Regions from separate parts of the Mus musculus genome. Here region 2 is linked to region 1. A link is a contact called in public HiChIP or PLAC-seq data. All regions are on one chromosome and are shown on one strand. The core of a region is the stretch at or near the end of the contact, and the rest is flanking DNA. Distances in the headings are between cores, read along the strand shown. Region 1 overlaps Grip1 (glutamate receptor interacting protein 1). Region 2 overlaps Irak3 (interleukin-1 receptor-associated kinase 3).

Region 1 (4,439 bases), core at 128-2,627:
ATCAGATTATGAAATACGTGAGGGTCTGTACCCCTTAAACCTCCCTCCTATCTCCTCTATAGAGTCAATAACTATTCTGACTAATATTCTTACAAATTGATGTCTTTGGACCTAAACTAAATCATATGAAATTTTCTTTAGCTTCCTTAACACAATATTATATTTCAGACTCACCCCTCAACTGCATGTAGCAGTAATGCTTTCTTTTTAATTCTATATAGCATCCCATTAAATGTTATGATGTTTTTATTGATTCTTACAAACAAGAAAAGGAAACGGATAAACTCACACATAAAAACAACAGCAAGACAAAAGAGTTAAATCATGAGAAGGAAAAGTAGTGAGGTCAGGTTACAGTGCCTGGGTTTCCTCATCAGACCTTCCTAGAAGGGCAAGCAGGGTCTAGGGCAGGCCACAGGTAGCAATAGAAACAGGGTGTATATTTGCCTGCCCATCACAGACTGTGCCAGAAAGCTTTGCTCTGGGGGTCACTATGACTCATGACTTTTTGAGATTGTCCTATTATAGTGGGTGATGGTGTCATATAATGATGGCCTTTAAACTTCCCAGGCTGCTCCTTCCTTCAAAAACAGACCCAGGTCTCTGCCTCTCTCCTTCTCTGCCTCTGTGCTTCTCTGACCTCACCCAGCCTCTACCACACCCCTCAGCCTCTGCCCCGCCCTCATCCCTGCCCCCATCCCCCAAACTGCACTCTTTTGTTTCACTTTGTATCTTGCCTGTGGCTCCATTGCTAAATCCAACTTTCCAGGTCATTTTTCTCATGTTCCCTCTGGGTTGTAAATTAGGCCTTGGTTTGCCTGTTTTCTTATCTTCCAAAAACTTCTGAAAAATCTTTGAACACCATTTTCCTTACAGTTTTAGAACCAGCCTTTCCCTTACACATTGTTTGAGAGGTAACATAAGCAAACGTTTGTGGTCAGTGTGTACACCCTTGGCTGTTATCTCTTGTACAGATTTTAAAATTGCAGAGACGGGCATTTAAATCACACAAATAAGTAGCATACCAATAAAATACACATTAGGATATCAGGAATTAATCGCTCGTGGGAACTGATTTAATCCTGGGAATTTATAACTGAATTTTCACAGTTTATGAACCAAATTCATCAACAGACCACTTAGAAGGCGAAGGCATTAAATGAAGTTGACTTTTGATCTGTACAAGTCACCTTGCTCAGTAGAACAGAAAACACTCAATTCAATCAGAAACTCTGTGGGGCCCTAAATGTTCCCCAGGCTGAAGTCAATTGGGAATTCTGTCATGCAGAATTTAACAATAGTTTGTCCTTCAGTCTCCAGCCTCCTGGTGTTCCTGGCCTCCTGCCAGAACCTTCCTCCAGACAGCTAGGGCAGACTCTGAGAAGAGGAGGGAAGAAGGAGGGCAAGGAACACCCAGCTAGTTAAAGGGGAAATGAGTAGGTGTAAGAAGAGGCACACGATCACGTGATCCTTGGGGACTTACTTCTTCCAGTGATTAAAAACACCCTGAAAGGTTATTAAACAACCCAAACAAAAAGCAAACAAAAACCCCCAAAATAAAGAAACAAAAACTAGGCTTACAGGAAGCCCAGCGGGCAGTACAGGCCTGTAATGCTAGCCAGTTGGGAGGCAAATCTTGGAGCAGTTGAACTTTTTCCACAAGTAGGGTTGGAAGAAGGTAAGTTTTTTTGTTTTTTTTTTTTTGTTTTTGTTTTTGTTTTTGTTTTTTTGTTTTTTGTTTTTTTTTTTTTTTGGTTTTTCAAGACAGGGTTTCTCTGTATAGCCTTGGCTGACCTGGAACTCACTTTGTAGACCAGGCTGGCCTCGAACTCAGAAATCTGCCTGCCTCTGCCTCCCAAGTGCTGGGGTTAAAGGCGTGCGCCACCACGCCAGAATGGAGAATGGAAGGATGGGAAAACAACAGTGTTCTCCACACAATCAAACTGAGGAGTTTGCAACCTTGCTTTTCAGCTAGTCCTCATTCTCTCAGCCTCTGCCTCTGCCTCTCTGTCTCTGTCTCTCTCCTCCCTTTTCACCTACCCTCCCCCCCACCCCCCTTTTGAGAAAGAACATTGTATGTCCCAGTGTCCCTATGTTGCCAGCAGTGTGGTCTTTGAACGCCTCAGCTTCCTGCCTCTCTGCCTGAAGACTGCCTGGATTATACTCCCTATGTTGCCAATGTGTTTTTTGAACTTCTCAGCTTCCTGCCTCTGCCTGACAACTGCTTGGATTACAGGCATGCACCCGTACACCAGCATTTAGCTACTATCTCCTCGAAGACCTTCCTGAGTAAGGAGATAGGGGGCATCAGTTTGCCCTAGATAGTAAAAGCAGAAACATCACATGATGACAAGACATGCCTTCCGTGGGGAGGTCTTATGCATGCAGTCGTAGCCTTGTGTAGCCTTGCGTAGCCTATGTGTACAAAGGCCCCGAGGTATCGGAGAACACTTTGGCTCATTCCTCTTGCAGGGGGAAGGGTATTATATACACACCCCACTTAAGGCTGGTCCTCCACAGCCTCTTAGCTTCCACCTTCCATCTATCACACAAAGAAGCTTTTCTGAAGAAGGTTGATAATCGTACTTATATGTGTGTATGTTGATCAGTGCTTTGGAAAGAGTTTTGTGCCATGTCAATTTAGCAGAGTAGAAATAGTAGGTTTTCCTCTAGTGACTGCTATCTGTTCAGCCATGAGTACTTGGCCCAGGCTAATGGTGCCAGGAAAGAGTTCCATTTTGTAGAGCAGGCCTTAAGTCAAGTTGGTTGGTTAGTCCCGCAACATCAGTGCCACTATTACATCGGTGGGCATATCCTATCAGGTTAGTCATTGTTTGTAGACTATAAGGCTCATAGCAGGCTAAGAGCTATAATTCACTGTATGCTCTGGAAGTATATACACTACCTTCTAGCACTGTGGAAGCTAGCCAGCAGGAAAGGGGCTTCTAGGTTGGTACCAGCTTGATTTCGCCATCTGCAATGACAGACTCAAGTATGCACAATAGGCTCTCACTGTCAAATTCTGATGGGGAATCAAGAGCAGTGGCAACAGCCTGACATGTTTGTTGGAAGGGTCTAAGGGAACCTTTTGATGAACAAGTCAGAAGGGGTTCTGGAACAGGCAAAATGTTCCTCTAGCACCTAAGCTAATTATCAACAGCATTCCTGTCAGGTATAATCCAAAGAAGCGTGTAATGCATTATCACACATTTGGATGTACACATTGTGGTATGTACACACACACACACACACACACACACACACACACACACACACACACACACACAGAGTTTATTTGCATATATATCTATAAAGTTGGGAAGTGGTTACAGTAGTGGGTTCCCACACAGCTTTCTCTCAGGGCTTGAGTGTTAGTTGTCCCTCCTCTGACCTGCTCTCCCATCCTCCACCTCACTCAGCCAGTTTTGCTCTACTCTGAGGTTTAATGACTTCACCCATACATGGTGCTGCTATAATTTGGCTCCATTTAAATTTGGGCTCCTCAAAATCCCAGGCAGCTCCCCTGGTTGTATGAGTTCTTCTTCCTCCTGGCTCTTAAGTCCTCAGTTTCCAGCCGAAGTAAGCCCTATCCTAAAGGCTTAGCCTGCACTAAGCTCCCTGGACAGTTAGGTCAGGGTTCCCAAACTCTATACAACAGTGTCACCTAAGGAATTCGGTTAACAATTTTACAGTATAGTCTACCACCCCAGACAAATAAATCATAATCTCTACACATAATTATTTTTTAAGCTCTTGGGGAATTTCAGTGCAGAGGGATATTTAGAAACTCTTGCATTAAGGGTTTATAAAAATACAAGTTTGGGGACTCTTTTATTTACTAATAAAGTCAAGCTAGTTAATATCCTTAGCGTGTTCCTGTGCTTCCCGCGGCTGTGCGGGGAAGACACTTACTCTCCTGGCCTTCCCTACCTCTGCCTGCACCCTGTGCTGCCCTTCACCCTCACCTGGCTTATTTTGTTATAGGAAATGTCACTCTTCAGTTTTCACCTTCCAATTTGTCTTTACTCAACCTCTTCCCTCAAAACAAACAAACAAGCAAACAAGCAAAGCAAGGCCAGATCCTTTCTCTCCAGTAACAACATTCTCTGTGACACCATCATCTACCGCCTCTCTGCCACCCGCCCAGACGTCCACTCCCAGCCTTGCCAGTAGGATGCAATGGTCTCACATTCTTAGGGGGCACCTAACATTCTCAGTTTGTCTTGGGCAGGGCTCCTCTGCTGAAGCTGCTCTCTCACAGGTCAGTAGTGACCGACTTATAAAGACACCTCTCCTTTTGCTCCTTCCTCCTTTGTCTTTGGATAGTATAGCTTGAGAACACGATTTCTCACCCTAAGTTTTATTTATATTTACAACCTTCGTTGCTTAGAAAGCAGTGGGTGAGTGCATAGGTTCCGTCCCCTCTCATTCCTTGGGAA
Region 2 (4,048 bases), core at 1,197-3,696, 340 kb before region 1:
AAGGCACCAGCTCCAGGAACAGACCATAAATAAGATCATAAAACTCTCTCCCAAAGAACAGCCTGGGGATAACCACAGAAATGGAGAAATAGCTTATCTCAGAATGGGCCCTCTGTGCTCAGCAGCCTTATCTCATTCTACAGTTGCACACTCATAACACAGGAATGCAGACTGCTGACCACCTGTGACCCTCTAGAACCCACCAATGAAATTTTAGATTACCCAATCCTTCTAGAGAGTTCACCCCATTCTCTACAAGAAGGCCTGTGCACCTCTGTCTGGGGTCCCCATTTCAAAGAATAGTTGTTTCTGCAGAATAAATGCTCTTTGTTTTTGCATAGTGTCTGGGTCTGGGGGTCTTCAGCGATTTTTACAAACTCACAGTATTGGGAAATTCACATTTTGTGGCTGTGACAAGACACATGATTAAAAAACAACAAAACAAAACAAAACAAAACAAAACAAAAAACAACGACTTAAGAGGCTGAAGGTTTGTTTTCGCTTGTGGTTTGAGAGGACAGCGCATCATGGCAAGAAGTCACTGTGGTGGGATTGCAAGGTAACTGGTCTCATTGAGTCCAGTCTGGAAGCACAGAGAGATGGACTCTTGGGCTCAGCTTGCCCTGTGCTTTCGATTCCTTTCGGGACCATCAGTCCATCAGACGGTGCTGACCGAAAGCTGTGCTTTTCTGAAGCTACAGTGAAGAGTGACGATTAGGGGATTCTAGCCAGCAAACAGCTCCGGCAGGCCTTGCCCTGTTCCCCTATTCCCTCCGTCTTGCTAAAAACCATTATGTTCGGTTCCTGAGGCTAGCCATCATGGCCTAGTTCCTTATTTGCCCACTTTCTCCTCTAAGGCTAACTACCAAGGTCCAGCTATCAAAAGCTCCCTTGGGCTGCCCTAATTAGCCTGTCCAATCAAAATTAAATGCCTCAGCCTAACATGAGGTTTCTCCTTTTGCCCTTATAAACTGCCATTTACCTTTGGGCCACAGTCTATCCTCTGTCTATTCAGGGGCAGTCCTTCCCACCCCCACCCCCCAGACAAATACCCCTGTTCCCTCTCCCTGTTTCCTTCCCCTTCTCCCTCGTCCTCTATCTCCTGTCTTTGTCTCTTATTCCCTGCCTTCTGTCCCTTTGGGAAAAATAAATTTCCTTTGTTCTGAGAACTTGGTCTTGGGGCTTCTTGTCCCTTCCACTATCATGCCTGGACTATACTGACCTTCATATAACAATGACATCTAAGGAGTAGAATTTATTTGGGCTAGATGGTTAATAACTGATTAGGACAGGAGCCTAAGATATATATAGATATGTGTGTGTGTATATATATATATATATATATATATATATATATATATATATATATATATATATAGTACACTAGAAATCTGAAATCTAAAATCAGTGTCATATTTTTATAGATGAAGACGCTATTATGTGGATTGTAGATAGTAATCCAAGCTTTGTAAAGGCATAATTGTCCCTTGCCTGTATGTAACTGGGCCTTAGCCCAGCACCCTATGTAGTAATGATCCAGCAATGGATGGATGAAGACAGTCTTCTCTAGTCCTGTGTTTTCGTGATTTTCCTTGCATTGCACACTTAATCAGATGGGTTTCCATTGCACAACCATTATTTGTGTAACAAATAAAGATGTGACACAGTTTCATATCAATAAGTGAATATTGAATTGTGGCTTTTATATGAATGTTTGGTATGACATTTTCAGTATCCCAAGGCTCAAGAAACCGATGCTTCCTTAAATTTTCTGCCTTGTATTTTAATATATATATTGATTTACATGCTGACAGTTGATTAGAAAGGGTGGCACTAGTGCTTGTCTGAACACCCAAGGAAATTACTTGTCTCTCAGCCAAACTTAGTTACGTTAGATCTGGTCTAACGTGGAGAATCTGATGGTTTAAAACTTTGTTTCAAGGTTCCGTCACCCCCACATACTAGAGCTGGCTGCATATTTCACGGAGACTGAGAAACTTTGTCTGGTTTATCCCTATATGAGCAACGGGACGCTTTTCGACAGATTACAGTGCACAGTAAGTCGTGGGTACCAGTCCCTTGGGTCCTTTGGCTGTTGACACTGGAGGAAGCTGAAGGGCGAGATCTGAGCATGCGCATTGGGAGTGGGCGGGGTATATTCAGCAATGGTTCCCAGGGAAGCGAAGGACCTCCCAGGAGATTGATTTCTTACCCTTAGAAGGCGGCTTGAACACATGGGTTCCTGGGTTCTGGGTAATATTAACACATATGTACAGTGAGTTTATACCCACTACCCTCAGCTTCCTTGGCATGTGGTACTCAGATGGGCATAGGGTTAGTGCGTTACGCATGCTAAGCAAGGATTCTACCGCTAAGCTGTAACCCCAGGGCACTGGCCACAGTTTGACTAAACTAATGTTAAAAATTGTTGGGTATTTCCCTAGAGCCGTGGTTCTCAACCTTCCTTCCCAATGCTTTGACCCTTTAACACAGTTCCTCATGTTGCGGTGTTCCCCCAACCATAAAATTATTTTCGTTGTTACTTCATAACTGTACTTTCGCTACTGCTATGAATTGTAATGTAAATATCTGATATATGTTATATTTGATATGTGAACCCTATGGGACTGGCAGCCTGCAGGTTGAGAACCACTGCCCTTGAGCTGTAGAGGAAAACCCATTTGGAATTAAAAATAGGTGGTAGCAAACTGAAATGTTGCTTCGCCTCTCCTTCCGCAGTGCCATCTACAGCGGTGGCTGTTGTGTTTTATAAAAAGATAGAGAAGAGAAGCCAGGGATATGTTTGGTGGAGACGTGATATGATGTGGGGGAAGGGGGCGCCTCTGCGGGCCCATGCTGAGACATCCCTTCCCCCTGAAGTACCAGCCACAGATGGCTTAGTATGGAATAGAGTCTATTTAGGGCATGGGGGGGGGGGGGGCTGAGGGAGTAGTAGAGACAGAAGGGGGGTGGGGAGTAGAAGCTGGCCATGAGCACGTGGAGAGAGAATGAGAAGGGGAATGGGGTGGGGAGAGGGTAAGGGGCAAGAGCAAGAGGAGAAGAGAACAAGAGTGAGAGGGGGCAAGCAGCCCCTTTTATAGTAAGGCACATTTGGCTGTTGCCAGGCAACTGTGGGGCGGAGCCTAGACAAAATGCCCACAGTGGCTACAGAACCATATGCCTGCATAGGGAATATATAGGTAATTTGCACTAAGGAAATACAACTAAGCCGACTTGTGTTTTTCTTTAGAATGGCACAACCCCGCTTTCCTGGCACGTTCGAATCAGCGTATTGATAGGAATAGCCAAAGCCATCCAATACTTGCACAACACTCAGCCGTGCGCCGTCATCTGTGGCAACGTTTCCAGGTAAATGACCTGAGAGCTCTGGGTTCCACCTAAATCCCTGTCAGCCCTGCAGGTGAGTGTTCTTTTCGGCCAGGCCTCTTCCTAGAATACTTAGGAGTGCAATAAACCCTCTCACCTACGTACTGAAAGTCTCACTTTTTTTTTTTTTCTCAACAAAAATGTGTTCCCCAGATTTCTAGAAATCACATTTACATCTCAAAGGGGAGACTGAGAGTACCTTTATGAACTACTAATGAATAATTATGTGTATTTTATTAATTGTACTGGATAGCCAGATGTGCAATGGAACCTATACTGACCTCCTCGCCCTATCTCTTAAGTTTGAGGTTTTTTTAAAAAAAGATTTATTTATTTATTTTATGTATATGAGTACACTGTCGATCTCCTCAGACACACCAGGGCATCAGATCCCATTATAGATAGTTGTGAGCCACCATGTAGTTGCTGGGAATTGAACTCAGGACCTCTGGAAGAGCATTCAGGGCTCTTAACCACTGAGCCATCTCTCCAGCCCTCTTAAGCTCAAGTTTAACAAAAAGAGACACAATGTATGTATATGGGGATTCCCAGAGTACAATAGCAGTGAATCAAAATCTTTGGTCCTTGACTCAGTAGAGTCTTACTTGTTACAATGAGGCTGCCTCCTCTACCCTCTGGGCCTTTCTCCTTGTCATTCTGT

The links. HiChIP or PLAC-seq counts read pairs in DNA pulled down with a chosen protein or histone mark.
Region 2: a contact with region 1 is called in an H3K27ac HiChIP or PLAC-seq map of embryonic stem cells, with 2.1 times the contacts expected there. The contact joins two enhancer-like sites. A contact is called at or near these places in 4 of 115 datasets of contacts at active chromatin or transcription factors (embryonic basal ganglia, embryonic stem cells and stem cell-derived neural progenitor cells).

Annotation. Positions count from the first base shown.
Region 1 is chr10:119,827,544-119,831,982 of GRCm38.p6, reverse strand. All of the region lies in intron 1 of Grip1 (glutamate receptor interacting protein 1), which reads right to left. The region is part of intron 4 of Grip1os1 (glutamate receptor interacting protein 1, opposite strand 1); the gene reads left to right. Among named protein-coding and RNA genes, the nearest start is that of Gm51815, 10 kb to the right of the region's middle. Within about 2 kb of position 1,377, at least 13 of the 459 cell types and tissues checked have an H3K27ac peak or open chromatin away from gene starts, as enhancers often do. A contact at or near this core is called in embryonic stem cells, where this site is marked.
Region 2 is chr10:120,164,414-120,168,461 of GRCm38.p6, reverse strand. Irak3 (interleukin-1 receptor-associated kinase 3) reads left to right here. Exons shown (of 12, transcript NM_028679.4): 7 at 1,943-2,057; 8 at 3,251-3,369. Among named protein-coding and RNA genes, the nearest start is that of Gm34545, 8.0 kb to the left of the region's middle. Within about 2 kb of position 2,446, at least 13 of the 459 cell types and tissues checked have an H3K27ac peak or open chromatin away from gene starts, as enhancers often do. A contact at or near this core is called in embryonic stem cells, where this site is marked.